2 separate regions of the Arachis hypogaea genome follow, and region 1 is linked to region 2. Evidence: chromatin contacts called from public Hi-C data. All regions are on one chromosome and are shown on one strand. Each heading gives the region's core, a stretch centred on a gene start, on an enhancer-like site or on the middle of the called end of the contact. The rest is flanking DNA. Distances are from core to core; before and after follow the strand shown. Region 1 holds the start of LOC112791144 (RING-H2 finger protein ATL78). Region 2 has its middle 10 kb from the start of LOC140182750.

Region 1 (4,248 bases), core at 193-2,692, 45 kb before region 2:
GTTTGGTTCTGAATGTTTTGTAAATTGTAATTTCCTGTTGTTGATAGATCTGTCTTGTACTCTTGAATTTGCTGGTTGCTGATGGTTGAAAATTTACAAATTTGCAAATTTGTATCATATGGTTTTGAACTTCTGATTGCTCTGTTACTCTGTTAAATCATGTGTATTAAAATAAACTTACTCTGTTATATCATTTGTATCAACCAGAACACCTAATACTAAAAAGTGAAATCCATTGGGGTTATAAAAATAATATAATAGTAATAATTAATAAGAAGCAGACCAGTACTGAAAAAAGATAATGTTATATCTAATATGGCCGAGGCAAGCATTTGTTATTACGTTAAAACGCTAATCGATTTGGAATATTACTCGGTCGAAATTACAACGGCCAATTACTTGAGCAGCCATCACCAGTTGACCACCATAACTTGATTATTTGGACAACAAATTAAAGCTTAGGTACTACTTCAATTTTAATTTTCTCAGCAATTAAACCTTATTAAAGGTAATTGAAACCAAAAAGAATATGCAGTTACAATTTGATGATCTCTTCATTTTTTCTTTTCCAAAAAGAACAAGCATCCTAAGTGAAAAAAAAAATAAAAATAAAATAAATAAACATAATTTTCATCACCAACTACCACCACCTATTGTTTATGGGTGAATATTGGTGTTGAGTAGCTAATTAGCTATATAGCCTTTGGCTTCACTGAACAGAACAGAACCGTAACAAAGTTCTATGCATACTAATTTAGTTTGGTTGCTATCTATATATAATTACGCACCATGGTTTCTGGGTCCAGTGGTTCAATCCTTATAATGGTTTGAGGTAGAAGAGGAGGAGGATGATGAGTAGTTCCGCCAACAATCTTTTGGCACGTGTGAATTAGGCAGTGTCTGCACTTGGGGCAAGATGAATGAGAAGTGAGCCACTTGTCAATGCAGCTAACATGGAAGCCATGGTTGCATTTTGGCAGAATGCGCAACTTTTCACCATTTGTGAAGTCCGAGAGGCATATCACACACTCGGTGTCCAAACCAGGTACTTTGTTTAACTCAGTTGACTCGTATGTGATTATCGGAAAAGTCTTCAAAGCTTTCTTCTTGATTCCCGTGTTGGCCAATCGACTACTTGATGATGATGAAGGGCTAGGATTTGACGACGATGATGAGTCGTTGATTACCAAATCGGAACACCTCAAAGCACACCTTATGATTGCGTTCAATCCTAAGGAGCAAATAAGTGCGCATAGGAGGACGGAGAGGACCATGACAACGTTGGCATCGAAAGAACTGTTTCCGAGGTATAAATCGCTTGTTGGAGGTGGTGAGGAATCGTGATGAGCAAGTGGATTTGGGAGCATGAGTAACCTTCTTGAGTGAGATTGTATGACAAGGTCATGAACTATGTGTGAAGTGAAGGAAGTTGAAGCATACATGGTTGCGTTTTTTCTTTATGAATTATGAGTTAGTTAGCTACAGCCTTCAGGGTTGCTTCCCTTATATATAGGCAACTTAATTACTTGGTGATCAATGCTTAATTGGTGATTAGAATATTCCTAGCGGGGTCTAGCTAGCTAGCCTCCAGCTTGAGACAAACAAAATATAATTTTTATGATTATGTTGGGTTTTGTTAATAGAGAAGGATTTGGAAGCACATGGATGCTCCACTACTCAGTTATCAATCCCACTTTAAACCAACCATGAGAAGCCGGGTGGTACTGCATTTTGAAATTTATCCAATTGTAACTTTTTGAAATAAGTTATGTGTTTATGTTTTTTTAATATATATAAACTGCTATAAAGTGTAATAAATAATTTACAATATGTACATAATCTACTATAGAGTATTAAAATGTATATAAAGTAGAAATGCTATAGAAAGTTGCCGATTACATTGAAACGTATACAAAGTAGAAACGCTGTTGCGGTTTTTGAAAGAATTAAAACATACATAAATAGTTTTAGGGTCCAGCAATTTATGTAGAAACACAGTGTAGGATAATTTGCTGTAACCTGTAACAAACTAAACTAATTCAACAAGCATCAATTGTGACCATGCCCTTAAAAAAAAGGAAAAACAAAAGTCATACTATATGGAGTAGTTTATTCTTATTCACCTAATCACTTTTGATCAAATCTATATCCAATACCATCCAAATCACAAATCAAAATAATTCAAATCATCAATCTAAACTTACTTGAAAAAGACTTTGAATTTCGTAATAACATATATTTTTGTTAAAAAAATTATAACAATATATATATAGTGTTATAAAATGTGATTATTTTGTATTAATATGCAATTTTTATTACAAAACACTATAATTTGAAATAAATTTAATTTTTTATAACAATTTTCTTATAACTCGTATTCTCAATTCTATCAACAATACTATTATGTGATGTTTATCAGTTTGTAAAATAATTTGGAGAATAAACTAATTTTTTATTATTAATTTAAGTTAAAGTTATTTTAACATTAAAAAAGTGAATTATGTTTGTCAATTTCATAGAGAAGTAATGATAACAAAGTTTTCTACATATGCTGACTAACAAATCACTGGAACATTATTTTATTTTTGACTTCTACCTAAATTAATTTTAAGACAAGAATATAATCAATTTAGAAGATAAAATTTGATAGTAATTTGGACAATAATTTATAACTCAATTAAGAGAGTATCTCCTCTTAATTTTTCTTGTGTTAGTTCTTTCAGGAAATTATGTGTACGTGGATTTTTTTTATATATCTTTTTACTTTTTTGAATTTTTCTAAAACAAGTAACTTCTTAAATTATACTATTTGAGATACAACTCATTAGCAAAATTAATTATTATATATTTATATATAAATATATAATTTATTTTTAATATATATTTTATATTAATAATTAATTTTAATATATATTTAGCATAATCATTTGTATTAATTTTCTCAAACTTTTTTATTATCATCTAAAATTTTTTATTGAGATAAATAATTATTAAAAGAATATAATCAATTATTAATTTTATAAGTTTATGAAATCAACTACATGAGTGTCAATTAGTAATAACAACAGATATAAACAATCATTTCATGATCATATATATATCTTAGCTTTTAGTAAACCAATTTTGTTCATACTATTTAAATAGAATAGATGATCTAATAACCATTTTTCAACTAACTCAGTTATCTAGACATAAATTAATCCACATACAATTAATTATATAAAATATAATTTAAATTTAAGGGTTTCCTTAAATACACAGTAAATACTAAATAGCTTGAAAAATGTGGTATCCCTCCGTTACCGTTGGTTCTCTAGAATGTGCCATCTTTTTGGGTCCCACTGAAAAGGATCAGGACAAAGTGGCCTTGTCCGTATACCTGCCAACGGGAAAGGGTCCCAAAAAAGGGCATTCTTTTTTAGCTAAAGTTGAGACTTATTTCACGACCCAAAATAAAAGAGTTATTTTTCTTTTAAAAGTTTTTTTATTATTTTATTTGGAAGAGATCAATTTACGGATATTTATTTATTATTTATTATTATTATTGGTTCTGTTAGAAAATTACCATTTTTACGGTGTAATATTATTGTTAAAAATATTAATATTGACTAGTTATTGGATTAAAAAATTGATTTCTATTTTTTTTCCTGGTATTATTTTGCACAATATCTTTACTTATAGTGTATAGATAATTTATTTGTTCTTCTATAGATGTATATATCTTTTCTTTCTAAATTTTTAAATAAAAAATAGTAAAATATTAATATTTGTAGTTAAAGAAATAAAAAATTAACTAATATTAACTTAATTATTAGACAAACCTACACATACAAGAAAAATATATTAATCACTCAATTTATTTTTAATAATTCTTGTTTAAATTTTTCGGGCCATAACTCGTTATGCTAGTGATATGAGCGTAATGATCTATACGAATCTATAGATATGGAAGCGTGACTGATTACTGACTACACAATTATTTCCCCCCCCCCCCCCCCCCCCAATTTTTCTCGATTTCTTTTCTTTCTCTTGTTTCTTTTCTTTGACATTATTAAAATAAAGAATAATGTAGATAGACTTCTATGAGTTTGAGACTTTGAGCATTAGTATATTACAGAATTTCCTCTCCCGAAAAAAAAGTTAACAAAAAATTAAAAAAAGGACGATGAATTTAGTACTAATAATTTATATTTTTTAGTTAATAAATATATAATAAATGAATTAAAACTTTAAATTGCACATTTTTAT
Region 2 (4,437 bases), core at 885-3,384:
TTAAAATTTAACTTATCTAATCAATTAAATTGCGTATTAGTTTACTAGAATAAATCAAAGTTCAAACAAGAGCCGAAGTATATATGTGATCCTATTCCCCAACAAACCAATAAAACATTCCAATTTCCAACATTAACTAAATGTCTAAATATAATACTGATACTAATACGGTGTCCGAAAAGAAAGCTCTATTAAACTAACATATAATTATATAAGCAATAGGGAAGGGAAATAATAATAATAATAAGAATTATCCTAATTATACTCTAATAATTATATTCAATTAATTAATATATATAATATTAAATTATATGATACTTAAATATCTAATCAAATCAATTAATTGATATAATTAATCTATTATAATAAATTATATTTAATGTTAAAAGAAATAAATCAGAAAATACTTTTAAAAGTATGCCATGTCAACTTTATCATTAAGTGCAAAAACCCGATTTTTATATAATAGAATAGATAGATTTGTCATTCGATAACTTCATTAACAATTTTTATTTAAATACTGACCAAACATGTTTATGAAAATTTATCAATTTAGTTATTAAGTTATATTGAAAATATAGTTTATGTAATTGAAAAAATAAACTAAATTAATAGATTTTGATAAATATATCTAGTTAAAATCTAATTATTTATGTCAAATATTATGTATGTTGTTAATTAATATTTTTATTATTAATCGTTGAGGAAAATTGTTAATGAAATCACTGAAGGGTAAATATATGATTAATTTGTAATCTTTAAAGGATCAATTTGATGGAAAAAATCTTTTAGGGATGAATTTAAAGAATGTTCCGCCTTTGCTTTCAGGGATTAATTTGACTATTAACTCAATTAAACTTAGGTTTAATTACTCTGTTGGTTCTATAATTTTGCAAAATTTTCAATTAGGTCCCTATACTTTTTTTTTCTTTTTAATTGGGTCTCTGCACTATTTTTTTTTCAATTGAGTCTCTACAGAATTTAAAGAATGTCTCGCCTTTCAGGAACTAATTTGACTATTAACTCAATTAAACTTAGGTTTAATTACTCTGTTGGTCTCTATAATTTTTCGAAATTTTCAATTAGATTCCTATACTTTTTTTCCTTTTAATTGGGTCTCTGCACTAAGTTTTTTTTCAATTGAGTCTCTACACCATTTTTTCCCTTTTATTTGAGTTCTTGTACTAATTTTTTTTAGATGGGTCCCTATGCAATTAAGAAAATTACTACTAAGAGGGACCTAATTGAAACAAAATTGGTACAAGAACCCAATTAAAAAGAAAAAAAATATAAGGACTTAATTAAAAATTTTATGAAATTATAGAGATCAACAGAATAATTAAACCTTAAATTTAATCATTCATGTAAATTATATCTATTTAAATTTCAAATTAAAAATTTTATAATTCAAAATTTTAAGTTAAGTGAAGAAAATTAAATTAACTGAGCGAATTAAATGGGTTGATCTGTTTAAGTCCGCTTCATTTATAGGCCATAATTTTTTAACTCGAAGCATAATTTTTCTAGAATTGAAGAGAGTTAAACTCATTCAAAATTTCTTTATCTGTAAATGCATATTAATATTAGTTTTTTACACAAGTCTCTTAAAACAATTGTATTGCTGTTATGTTTATTTTATTTTGTTGATTCAAACAACCTAATAAATCTTTTTTCAATATTTTATATTAATTTAAATGTTACAGTGTAATATACACTTTATATTTTGACTCTACAATAAATTTAAAATTTATATTATTATGATAAAAAATTATAATATAACATAATTGTTATTACATAAGTACTTATTCAATAAAATATCATAATAAATTAGAATTTATATTTATACAAAATATAATTTTTACATTCATAAATATAAACACATATGGCAAAAAAAAATTAAAAAAAAAAGTGATATGCATAGCATCAGTTAATATGATCCAAAAATAAGTGATGTCCAACAGCATTTTGATTTAAGTGATGAAACCCACACAATATTTCAATAACAAAATAATAGCCCAACAATGATAAGCCCATTCATGTTTCCACCAGCTTAGCTTCAATACGGAACTATATAAACGAGCCCTGCAAACACTGCAAGCTGCTCAGAAAGATGATCAAGTTGTCCCCCCCAATTCTTAGCATAGATCCACATGTCACTTTTGTATTCAACTAAAGAGAATATATGTATATATACATCTGTACCTTATAATTGTCCAAGAAAGAAAGGGAGAAGAGGGAAACGGGGAAGGGAGATCCAGAGGGAGGAAGGGCGTTGCCACCACGCCTCGCCGCCGCGCCACCACGCCTCATTGTCGAACCCATTTCGCTGCTGCCACCAACGCCAACGAAGAGAGATGGCTCGTGAGTGAGAAGGTCATGGGCTTGGGGCCGTCGTCGCGAGAGAGAGAGAGAGAGAGAGAGAGCTCGTGTCTCGTCGCTGCCGTCCATGGAGCATCGAGCCGCATCACGGTCACCGGAAGGAGGGAGAAAATGCGAGTTGGAGGGGCTGCATCCAGTCGCTGCTGTCACGCCAATAACCGCCATCATTCTGTCATCGCCGTCAATGGGGCTTCGCCAGGAGAGAGGAGACGCACGAGAAGGGAGCCAGAATCGTGGCCAGTCACTGTCGAAGCTTCCATAGCTGCCGCGTTTCACTGCGGTTGATGGTGTCTCCACCACCAAACCTTGGTCGATGATACTGCTGCTGCACGTGAGAGGAAGAAGAGCGATGAGCCAGAACACAACTGAGGGAGAGAAAGGGGATCGTCATCGCCGCCGGAATTCTTAGGTGCCGCCGTCATTCTTGTTTGTCATTAGGGAAAGCAAGCTGCCACCACCATATTTCAACTTGGCCAGTAGCATCCTCCTTGTTCTGATTTCAATTTACTCAATTTTGAAACCATAAACCCTTTCGCCCTTGTTCTGTTTTAAATTTTGTTCCCTGTTATGTTCCTATTTTAATCATGGTAGCATGTATCTCTAATTTAATTCATCCCCTTTCTTCACCTGTTTGTCTACTGTAATCATCTGGAATACTGGCATTAGTGCTATTACGGATCTGCTAGAGTTGCTGTCGGTGAGTCCGATGCTGCTTTTTTATTTCTGGAGTGATCTTTTCCTTGATTACGGTTTATTTACATGTGTTTTTTTTTTTGTCACTGTTATGCTTGTTCTGAGCGATTATGGTATATACCTTGTTTTGAGGCAGTAATTGTTTTTATTTCCTATCCAATTTGGATCCCCTATTTTGCTACAACTATGGTTACCGCTGTGAGAGTTAACGCAGCTGCTGTCCTGATTGTGTTAAAATGCAAGGCTGCTGCTATCTCGGTTGAACTTGTTGAGTGGTTAGTAGTGATCTAGCCAGCTGTCTCGCCATAATTTTGCCTCCGGTTTCTTTTAATTGCAACATCGAGATAGGGGCCTTTTCAGAAAATCATATTTTATGAATTGGAATTATTATATATGGATATTGACGTGAGAAAATGAATCTTTCAGTGATTATATAAGTCTTATGTAATTGTTGGTTATCTTGGATGAATATGAATGCTTGATTGGCTGGGTTATTATTCAGTTTTGTGAAATGGACTATTCTTGAAATGCTTCCTTAAAGTTATTTTATAAAAGCTTTGAAATTGAGTATACTCTGTTGGAAATTGATTTGAGTTTGAATTGGTGCTCTTGAAATCTGATAATGATGCACTCTTGGAAATAATTTGATTTTGAACTGATTTAATTTGGAACCCGATAAAGAGAGTTGCGGAATGGTTTGGTTGGGACCCGGAAAGGGTGGCAAAGTCCATGTTTTTGGGGAGGTGCTACCGAAATTTCTGTGAAACTCCAAGAATTCTATTCGAAATGTTATTTGGAGAGTCATGAGTCTAAGACTTGTACTATTTTACTTGAACTATTTACAAAGGTGATGAATTGTGTTTCGAAATGAATTATATTGAAAAGAGAACTATGATTCATCTTTGTTTCTTAAGAAAAGTATTTTTACTTTTGGATGCAAGACATTTAGGAGAAACTTGTGTCGTAAGCTGTTTTAAAGGTGAAAAGGATTTATGTCTTTGAAATTAACTTGAGGAGTTCAATTGGAGGAGTTTCAGTGGTTTTGAAAGAATCTGAATCTTGATTGATAAACCTTATTTTTATGACATTTTGGGAAAAGTTTAAAGTATTCTTTAAAGTTCTGATTTAGAAAACTAAAATAATTTCCGAGCCGGTGGAAACGTTTCAGATTTTTAACATGGGGTTGAAATTGGTTTTAGTTTAAGTAGAAGAAAGGATTTTTAAAATGTAGTTGGAGTAACTGATTACACGACTTTGTTTGGTTTAAATTCTATTCTTATTCTTATTTATTCAAATCAAGAAAATTAAGGTTTTACAGAATTTTAAACGAATTTGAGGAAATGAGTTATGTTATTCTCCTCTAAA

What was found. Hi-C and Micro-C count contacts between places; a contact is called where the count stands out from the background.
Region 1: a contact with region 2 is called in a Hi-C map of leaf, with 2.4 times the contacts expected there. The contact joins the promoter of LOC112791144 here to the enhancer-like site in region 2. A contact is called at or near these places in 2 of 8 Hi-C or Micro-C datasets (leaf and an unstated tissue).

What each region holds. Positions count from the first base shown.
Region 1 is chr3:121,472,109-121,476,356 of arahy.Tifrunner.gnm2.J5K5, reverse strand. It overlaps LOC112791144 (RING-H2 finger protein ATL78), which reads right to left and starts at 1,442. Exons shown (of 3, transcript XR_011880265.1): 1 at 789-1,442. LOC140183850 (a long non-coding RNA gene) reads left to right here. Exons shown (of 3, transcript XR_011880266.1): 2 at 807-1,045; 3 at 1,151-1,765.
Region 2 is chr3:121,427,253-121,431,689 of arahy.Tifrunner.gnm2.J5K5, reverse strand. No RefSeq gene overlaps it. Among protein-coding and RNA genes, the nearest start is that of LOC140182750, 10 kb to the right of the region's middle. Within about 2 kb of position 2,134, at least 2 of the 3 cell types and tissues checked have open chromatin away from gene starts, as enhancers often do.